Linked DNA regions of Mus musculus: region 2 is linked to region 1. A link is a contact called in public Hi-C data. All regions are on one chromosome and are shown on one strand. Each heading gives the region's core, a stretch centred on a gene start, on an enhancer-like site or on the middle of the called end of the contact. The rest is flanking DNA. Distances are from core to core; before and after follow the strand shown.

Region 1 (5,176 bases), core at 1,436-3,935:
TACACTCAGCAGGAGGTAAACACACTGTGGAAGAACATCAGGTAACTGTCAGAAGGAATGAGCTAGATGCCTGATAGTTGTTGAATGAAAGAAACCTAGAAGAGATCTAACACAATTAGAATACATATTTAATAGAATGTAAATTGAAAACACCACCTGAAACACACTATAAAGATACAGATTTAAATATGTCAGAGATGTCAGGAGACCCAGTATTTCTGTGGGGAGGCTATAGAAAAGATGAAGGAATAGAATTCAAACCAAAGAGCCCCGTTTTTTTAAACAATAGTGAATTTGTATCCTGAGTGACACAGGGTTCAATTCTACATCAGGACCGCTTGTACCCTAAGTGTCATAATAAAAGGTTGGCAAAGGTCATTTAGCACAGGGTCCAGGCAACCTCAGCCTATGGGATCCTTAGGCACTGTGTCACAGGAACGTCCTAGCTTTGACCTTGATATGGCACTTTGTATACTGAAAGAGTGTTTATTCACAAGCCTACTGCTGGGAAGTATATATTAGTATGGACTGGGTCCTCTGTTTCATTAAGCACTCACAAGCCGTGAGATAAAAGGACTAAAAGAACCACCCCCCAAAATGCACAAAGTGTATCACTTTCTCAAAGTCCCAAAGGTAGCTCAATGAATGAGCTTAGCTTCCCTGCCAGGGTATTATTAGTGCCTTCTCCTAAGCAACCTAAATTAAGAATCTCTTCAGAGATTTAACTGTGAGGCAGTCCTAAAAACTACTTAAAAGCTGGCAGTCATTCTTCGTTCTTATTTGGAAATAAAAACCCTGCATACCAAGCCCTTAACATGTTCTGTTCTTTTCTGCATTTTATCAACACACCCAGAGACATGGGCAACTTCCTAAGCCACATACATTCACAAGTGACATTCAGTTTTGCTCTTATATAATCCTCAAAGCCCCTGACGAAGGTCCCTTAGACAAGAAGTAATGAGTTATTCCAAATTTTAAACTAATTTTGGACTAGACAAATCGCTTGCGTTTCCCACCTTATGCTGACAGCCAGAAAGCATCTGAAAGCTGAGGCAGGAAAGCAACTGTCAGGAGGTCATGCAGGTCCTGGAGCCCAACAAGCAAGCCCAAGCTTCACATCCGTCCCCACTTGAAAGCTTTAAACACTGCTCAAATACGACATTGAAGACAACCATGATTTTGACTTTATTAGATCAGAACAAATGAAGTAGCAGCAAAGGAACCATTCGGCAATCTGGCTTCCCTGTCCTCAGACAAGGAGGGAAGTGCAGCGGGAGATGCATCTGTTTCAGCCTCTCAGAACCTCACTTGGGCCCTGAAGTGCATCTGCTTGGTGGCGTTGTTCTTCATTCCTATCTTCAGCATCCATTTTGATTTCATCCTCTGCACATATTGCATGTCCCGTTCACGCATGAGAGCTGCTCCTGTGGTTGGGAGGATGGTAAGCAATGAGGCTCTGATCTCTTATTTACTAACAGAGGAAGTCAAATCTTAGAATTCCCAAAGTTGGCTTAGGATAAGTGGGTTCTGATATTTAAAGACAGAATCTAATGTGGGGATTCCAAGCAATGGGGCTCAGAGATCTACGTGCATCTAAGAACTGTGCATATCAGAACTTTGTAAACAGTGATGTTTGCTACGTTTTTAGGCTCTAGGCTTTCTGGGACATCAGAAAGGAGCAAATTATCTTCACTACCTCCATTTGGACTTTATTTCCCAGAAGAGCAGAGAAGACAGTTTTGCACAGCACACTATGAGAGTTAAATAACAGCACATTGTAGTTTCAAAGCTTAATAACTTCAGCTGTCAGATTTACTCATTGCAATCTACTTCTATTGGGAAAAACTGCCAAAGGGGGCTGGGCTACCTGTAGTAAGTGCACTACCTCACACATGCATTGTGTCAGACAAGCCTCTCAACTCTAAGGTGGGTCCTCTTAATCATTTCCCTTGCACAAATGAGCAAGCAGAAGTGAAATTTAATAATGTTCATGACGTGAGATTAGAATGTGAAACTACATATGCCATGTTAGGCGCCACAGCTCCACTAAGGTACTATTTAATTTCTGAGTTATCTCCAGATAATTTCTGCATGTAATTTATAAGATTTTTTATAGATATTATCTTCTGGAAAGGTTCATGATGCATACTAAGTTACTAGACCAGGAATATTAATTTTTTAAGTCATGGAGTCTTGGACTTAAGTGTTCTAAGTATCCTGAGATAATGGGAGTCCCAGAAGTAAGACTCAAGCTTCCCCTGGAAAGGAGTCAGACGGACAGCACGAATGATAACCTGTCACCCAAGCGCCCACGAAATCCATGCATATAAGAATGGTGTACCTGTGCTGCCCATCCACCCCAGGGCTCGGTATTGCTGGAGAACTCTGCCCACAGCCTTTTGATTCCTAGCAACTGTCACAGCTCTTGGCAAGCCAAATCGCTGTTTGTAGTATCTCATCAAGGAGCGATGACCCACTCTGGCACCTGTTTTGAGAAGAGCAATATTTAAACACTGGTCTTTCAAGTCAGAGTTATAAACCAAAGGCTTCCCAAAAGATCTTGAATGGCACCAAGCCTTAGGAATCCTAGTAGGAAAACAGAAATAAGCAGGAATACACTACAGGAAAAACAGACCAATATTAGGAAAATATATAAAGGCTAAAAAGCCCCAAGAGAAAGAAGATGAAGCAGGGAATAACTCTGACATCAGGTCTACAAGCCATATTGGGAAAACTGAACCAGAACAAAAATGAAACCATCTTTTTTCTGGTTCAGTTTTCTCTTCCAGTCGTCTTCCAACAGGAGTAAATTTTACCACACAGGGAAATCTGATACCTACTGTAGATGTCTTTATTGTTACAAATGGAGTAATACTGGCATCTAGTGGCTGAAGGACAGAGATGCTACTGCACATATTAAAATGCACAGGCAGATTAACAACATCAAAGTATTATTTAGCTACATTGACAAAGCTGATACACTCCTTCCTAAATGATGAAAAACCACGTGATATCTCAAAAAGATTAAGCTAAATTCTCTTTAAACCTGTGGTTATTTGCAGAAATCAAGTGAAACAAAAAAACTTTGAGAAATGAATTCTTAACTTTAATTTCCAATATATGTTGATGTCATTACGAATATGGTTGTATACACCAATGCACAGGCTTACCATTAATAGTGCAATACACTAAGCAAAAAGGAAAGAGGGCCAGAGAGCTGGGTAAGCTGTGCTGACCTGGCAATCTGAGTTCAATTCCCAGAAAGCACATTAAGGTGGATAGAGAATCAAGCCCACAGAGTTACCTCTAGCCTTCCCATATGTACTATGGCATATGCACACAAATACCCGCCACCCACTCACAACCATAGTAAATACAATTTCAAAACAAAGAAAAGAGAATATACATTTCAAATTACGAAAACTAAGGGGCAATGTAAAGTCTGCAACTTCTCTAATTACACTAATAAAACCCATAAGTAAAGTTATTTACTAGATGAACAATTTGAGGTTCCTATAAGTATAAGTCTGTCTGTTAGAGGTCTGAAATCCACTCCACTAGTCTGTAAATTTTAATGGAACACAGCCACACTCACCTACATCTCTACTGACTTTTGAGCTACAAAGCAGATCTAAACAATTACTAGAGACAGAATGGTACACAAAGACAGAATGGTACACAAAATCATTGCTTTCTGGCCATTTATAGAGAAGTAACCAAATCATATGGCTTGACTTCTGAGCAGGGAAACTAATAAATATGTTAAGCTCTGTCTGGGATGGCTAATTCTAGGCTCCACCAGAAAAATGGTTTTCAAAAGGTAATTCTCCCATACTATCCTAAGAGATTGGTCCCTAGGCCAGTGGCATCAACATCACCTGTGGGTTTACTAATAAAAGCAGGCTATGTTTTTTAGATGAATATTAATTAAGATATAAGCAATCAAATACCTTTCCAAATAGAAACACATAAGGGTAAAACCCTGGGTATAGTACCCAGAGTAGTTTTCAACTTATGTAAATAAAACAATTGACAAATAAGCAAATATGAATAGTTTATCACATAAGCTGTAGAAGGCTATATTTGCTTTTAACATCTACGCCTGTAACTGACATGGAAAAGAGTGTCAAGTTATTTATGAGCTCCTGTATGCTTGGAAAGTATTTCCTTGTCACCCAAATGTGATGTTTTGTGATCAGACTCAGGTCTTGACAAAAAGAAACTTCCAATTTAATCTTGTGGTCTTTGGATACCAGTATGGATAGATAAAAGGTATCTCTCTAGAACCAGCTATTTGATGTGTTGGACATTTTCATGGCAAGACCTTGGTTTGTACCTGTGGTTCAACTCAGGGAAACATGATCTCTGAACATCCATGTGAGATAAATCTAATAGGGAAAAGACACATATCTAAGTGAAGGTCCTATCAGCAAACCTCAAGATTTACTGGGATTTCAAATTACAATGGTAGGCCAGGGTGGTACAGATCTGCAAGGATGATTATCCCTAAATGAGGAAATGATGAAGTTAGTAATTAGTAAACAGTAAGTCAACATGTATATTTGTAAGCACCATTTGGAAGAGTATCTTACAGCTTCTGAGAGCTGGTAGAAGAGAAGTGGGCTATTCTTGCTGTCAGTTAACAATGAGAACCTGGCATTAACACCATATATGGTGCGAGAGCAGCTCAAGCTGAAGGCCTTGGGAAGGACAGATTAGCTTAAGAAGGCTGTGACTGTCCAGTAACAAGTTATGTCTGACTTAGGAGGTGCCTGTCAATCTACCTTTCATCATGTAACTGTTGATCAAACTGTCCATTCCCGTGGAACACCCAATGCAACTGATAGCAAATACGAGAGTATCTCCAAACCTCACTTTCTAAGATGAACTGTGTATTTCTCATAGATACAACATCAGCTTCATCTGGCCAGCTGGCAGATAAATCAATGTGTATTTCACACCAATTTCCACCATATGAACTGAAGAATGAAGGAAGTGCAAAGGAACTGACCCAAGCCAGTCTTCCAAAGAAATGCTCCGAGCGCCCTCTACTGGTTATTTTCTTCACTGTTTCTGGAACCGTAGAGCTGCTGATTTGACTATGACACAATATGAGTATTATCTACACTTAAGGTACCACAACTGATGCTTTTGAAACCAGTTTAGAGCAAACTCT
Region 2 (5,176 bases), core at 1,269-3,768, 380 kb before region 1:
TACTCTAAATACTGAGTGGATCATGTTTACATACTGGGAACCTGGGAGCCCTACGTGTGAGACTATAGATGTGTTGAACTGCTCTCTCCACAGACATATACGAACTGTCTTTGCTAAAGGAGAGAATGAAAATTTTCAGTGTTTTCAAATTTGCCTTTGCATAGAATTTCCATTGCTGACAGCTACATTACCATCTCGGCTCATGCAGAGCGTGCATTGAGTATTCTAATAGTGGGCAGAACAGTGACCTTCATAACACAGGATGATAGCAAAAGGCAGAAAACCTCTTCTGTGGGTTTTTATGTTTTGGCCGTTATATATAGGAAGGCACCACATGTGTGGTACAACAAAGATGTGAGTGGTCCTACCATCAAGTACTTCATCTCATAAGGATCTCAATGGTATTCTCTGTAAAAGGCACTTGAAACTAGCTATTGGTGTAGTTTGGATATGGTTTTCATGTGCTAGAAATTTGGTCCTCAGTGTGGAAATGCTGGGAGGTAGCATGTCTTTAAGAGGACAACTGCACTGGGTGTAATCAAGTATTTAGGAATATATATGTATATACACAAACACATATGAAAATGTAACAACAATTAATGAAAAAAGAGGCCATGATTTTAAGGAGAGCAAGGATGGGTATGTAAAAGGGCGTGGAGGGAAGAAAGGGAAAGGGAAAATGATCTAGTTATATTATAATCTCAAAAGAAAATGAAAGCAGGTTTTAAAAAGGAAGAAAAAAGAAGGAGCTATTCCCAGAGGAGTGATCCATGTCTTACTCGGACAGTTCTCCTGAGTGAGAGGAGGTAGAAGAGTAAGTCCTGCCTGGGACCCAGGAGATGGGGAGGCCCTAGGAAATCTCCAGGCAGTCTATGGGAGTAATTCTACCTGAGATTTCTAACATTGGAGGATATTGAGCCTAAAGAAGCTACCTCCTGTAGCCAGGCAGGACTCTCAGTAGAGGACTGCAACCCATCCACAAAGCCTTCAACACTAAACATGCCCTGTTTACAGGATGTTCTGGGATGAAAATGGAGCAGGGACTGAGGGAATGGCCAACCAATGACTGCCCCAAATTGAGACCCCCCCTCATGAGCAAGAAACAATTCTTGACACTATTACTGATACTCTGTTATGCTTACAGGTAGGAGCCTAGCATAACTGTGGTCTGAGGGGCTCTCCCCTAGCAGCCAATGAAAAGAGATGCAAAGACATACAGCCAAACATGTGCTCTGATGGAGCTCTGAGAGTCTTGTGGAAGAGTTGAGGGAAGAATTGAGGGACCCAAAGAGGATAGGAACATCACAGGAAAACCAAGAGAATCAACTATCCTGGACCCTTGGGGGCTCCCAGAGACTTGAACCACCAACCAAAATACTAGTATGGGCTAGACCTAGGTCCCCTGCATATATGTAGCAAATATTCAGCTTGGTCTTCATGCAGGTCCCCCAACAACTGGAGTGAAGGTTGTCCCTGAGTCTGTTTTCTGTTTGTGGATCTCATTCTACTAACTGGGTTGCCTTATCTGGCCTCAGTGGGAGAGGATGCACCTAGTTTTGCAGAGACTTGGTATGCCAGGGTAGGGTGATACCTGTAGGGTGCTTCCTCCTTCCCAGAGGAGAAGTGGAGAGGAAAATGGGGGAAGGGGGGGGAGAGGGGGAGAGGGGAGGGGAGGGGAAGTGGAGGGGGTAAGGGGAAGGAAAGAGAGAGAGAGGAAGGGAGAGAGGGAGGGAGGGAGGGAGGGAGGGAGGGAGGGAGGGAGGGAGGAAAAGAGTGAGTCAGGCCCCAGAGTCTCTGAAGTTTCCTGTTTTGTCACATGATCTCCTCTGCAAATGCTCCTGACTAATGAAGCTATTTACTTTGAGGCCCTAAATAGAGTCCTTGAGTCTGAAGAGCATGAAGAGGGTGAGTCACAGAGGAGAAACACAGGCCTTGAAGCTGAATGCTGATCCTATAGCATCTACTACCTGGAACAGGACTTTGCTTCCGTTCTAGGTTTGAGAAGTCACACTGTGTAATGACTCCATCAACGTAAAAGTACACATAGAGTTTTCACATACACACCCCGGCACAAAAAAAATATCCATCCATTCCATGTATATTTATTGGATGCTTGGCATGTGTGATGGGTGTAGAAATCACCAACTGCGTGAAACATTCCTATTCTTAGGAGGTCGAGGTATACTTGTGGAAACGATGACTATGATGATTAGTGGGCAGATCCACTTCACTCGCTGGGGCCATCAGGAGAAGCTTACAGGTCAAGGAACCCTCAATCAAGCTTAGCAGGATGAATAAAAGACAGTTAGGTGAAGACGTTGCTGTAGACTTGTGAGAAAGGGAGAAGCATGTGGAAAGAAGACATTGCTGGGGAAACAATATGATTTTTCTTGTCTGAAGGTAAGACTGGGCAAGTGCCAGGAGGTTTCCACTATCAATTAGAGAGCCAGACTCTACCACAAAGCTCTGACCATAACATAAGTACAAGAAAGAGGGCTCTGGGTGTGGTAGGATGACTCAGAGATGGTTTCCTGCTTAGCTGTTTCTGTTTTCCAAAGATGAGCAAAAATGCAGCATCCCAGCCCATGTGCTATTCTGTCACGTGGCTCTATGGAGTGGCAATCGTTTCCCTACTCCTCTTGGGGAAGGGATACATATGAACAACAGCACATGGCAGAAAAAAAAATCCTTGTGTCTATCCCAAACAAAGACTGTCCAACTGTAACCAAGGTAATTTTCCTGGCATTTGGAAGGCACAGCAGTTAACAACTCTTGACTTCCCTAAAATAGGCTGAAGCTACCTGGGGAGGGTCTGGGCGAGCGGAAGCTGCACTGTGCTGAGGATCTTCGTGGTATTTGTCATGCGATAGAGGCACAGATCTCTGGAAACAAATTCTTTAGATCAAGGCACATAAAAGCCACTGTGCTGGACACAGACACACAAACTTTTCAGACCTCGAAATACAAGATGAAGAAGGTTGCTTAGAGATCGAAGCATCAGGTCAGCTCTTCTTTCCACTATGCTAGGAATACACTGAGGGTCAGTACAGAGCTTGGCATCCCACCAATTCATTTGAGCTGCACAGCTTCTCATTCTCCCCCGGCCAACGCTTCTTTGTCTTTATAGGAGATCCCAGTTCTGTTTCCCAGTTTCCTCAGTGCCAAGGAATTTACTGATTCACTATTTAATCTGATTTTCCCTCATCTTCTTTTACCTATGCCTTACCAATTCTGTAACAATAAAAACAAAACAAACAATACTCTTAAAAACAGTAGAGGTGCTTCATGGATGATAGAAGTGCTTTAAAATAGATACTAGCTGGGTAAGCCTCTACATGACTGAGACCCATGCAAATGGAGGCAATGGACCCATGCAAACTCACATATGGTATGTGAGTTAAGTCTGATGAAACTAAGTTTCAGAGTCTGAAATAAACCTAGTCCATAAAACAGAAAAACAAGTGGAATCTTCAACATTTATATACTTAGTTGGTGTGTGCTACGTTCTACTGCAAAATATTTGAAGCACACTTAGTCTCCTGTCAGAAACTAAAGAAAAGAACCATTGGCCTAAGCACGGTGCATTCTGATTCTCTCTGTCTTACCATGTTCACACTATGGGTCAGCTTGGATTCTAAGGTCCCTCTTGCTGTATGAGTTCAGGAAAGAAAGGCCTTATTTTGTTCACCATTAAAATGGAATAACAGTAGAGGCTTGGGTGTGGTTCAATGATAGAGCTCTTTCCTAACATAAACAAAACCTAGAGTTCAATTCTCACACCACAAAGGGGGAAAAAACATAAAACCAAATAGCAACACATTTCATATGGTTGTAGTAAAGGCTAAGTAAAATCTCTCTCTCTCTCTCTCTCTCTCTCTCTCTCCCTCTCCACACACACACACACACACACACACACACATGCATGTGCGCACACACACAGTAGGTTACATTTAGTTATACTTTTGGTTCTACATTATACCTTCTCTGAGAAAAGGAACCTCCTGAGCCCCATTTCTAGATAACATCTGGTAAAGAGTGATCACTGCTGTGCCTGATGACGCCCACACTATCCAGCTTCCAGTTAGATTACAATCCACACGCCATTTCCTGATATCATATGACTCTTAGTTGAACCCAAAGAAGCCCCATTCACTGACACAAACACTGAAACCGCCCATGTGCAAAAAGGCAACTTATTGCTCCCCTGTAAGGAGGGAAGAAGATGGGAGTTTATTTTATCCTTCCCTTGGGCAACACTTAAACACAGTAGATAAATGCCTTTTCAGGATTCTTCAGTTCCCCCCCCCCCACTGGCCCTCCAGTAAAAGTTCTCTAGGAATCAGTAAAAAAACAAACAAAAAAACCTTTTCCTTAAGGGCATCTTCCTCTTGTTTAAATACTATACTACTCACTCACAGGATAACTGGGGAATCCATTAATCTGAGAGCTCTGTAACAGTATAGGATGCTGCGGCGAGACGCCTAGACTACCAGACAGAACTTCTGACCATACAGTGAGGGTGAAGGTCTGAGGCCAGTGATTGCTACCAGCTAAGAGATCAGTAATCCTGAGACACATAAACACAGGGAAGTAAGTGTGACATAGAGTTTTAACACATTAGAAGGTGTAATGGATAGTTTTTTGTTAACTTGACACAATCTAGAGTCATTAGCGAGGAAGGAACTCAGTTGAGGAAATGCCTCCATGAGATTCAGCTGTAAGGCATTTTCTCAGTTAGTGATCAAGGGGGAGGGTCCAGCCCAATGTGAGTGGCCCTGAGTTATATAAGAAGGCAGGCTGAGCAAGCCAGGAAGAATAAGCTACTAAGCAGTATCCCTTCATTGCCTCTGCAGCAACTCCTGCTTCCAGGTTCCTCCTCTGACTTCCTTTGGTGATGAACAGCAATGTGGAAGTGTGAGCTAAGTAAACCCTATCCTCCCCAACTTGCTTTTTGGTCATGGTGTTTCACTGCAGCAATAGAAACCCCAACTAGGACAGAAGGAATACATTAGCAAAGAATAAAAACATTCCTCAGAAGGTATAAACACTTCTCAGCTTTTTTCTTTTAACTTGATCTTCCCCTTCTTGCCTTTGCTAAGAACTTTGAGTTTTTCTTCATGCACATCTATAGAAATATTCAAATAACTCCTTTAGTCCAATAATCTAATGTTAACAT

The links. Hi-C and Micro-C count contacts between places; a contact is called where the count stands out from the background.
Region 2: a Hi-C map of the N1E-115 cell line shows a contact between it and region 1, with 4 times the contacts expected there. The contact joins two enhancer-like sites. A contact is called at or near these places in 5 of 484 Hi-C or Micro-C datasets (the C2C12 cell line, the N1E-115 cell line, cortical neurons and 1 more), 5 of 115 datasets of contacts at active chromatin or transcription factors (the 230-238 cell line, embryonic basal ganglia, embryonic forebrain and 2 more) and 1 of 9 other capture datasets (adipose tissue).

What each region holds. Positions count from the first base shown.
Region 1 is chr15:25,993,415-25,998,590 of GRCm38.p6, reverse strand. Zfp622 (zinc finger protein 622) reads right to left here. Exons shown (of 6, transcript NM_144523.3): 5 at 2,342-2,485; 6 at 109-1,424. The coding sequence ends at 1,297. Among named protein-coding and RNA genes, the nearest start is that of Zfp622, 12 kb to the right of the region's middle. Within about 2 kb of position 2,685, at least 1 of the 459 cell types and tissues checked has an H3K27ac peak or open chromatin away from gene starts, as enhancers often do. A contact at or near this core is called in the N1E-115 cell line, where this site is marked.
Region 2 is chr15:26,371,838-26,377,013 of GRCm38.p6, reverse strand. The region is part of intron 2 of Marchf11 (membrane associated ring-CH-type finger 11); the gene reads right to left. Among named protein-coding and RNA genes, the nearest start is that of Marchf11, 65 kb to the right of the region's middle. Within about 2 kb of position 2,518, at least 34 of the 459 cell types and tissues checked have an H3K27ac peak or open chromatin away from gene starts, as enhancers often do. A contact at or near this core is called in the N1E-115 cell line, where this site is marked.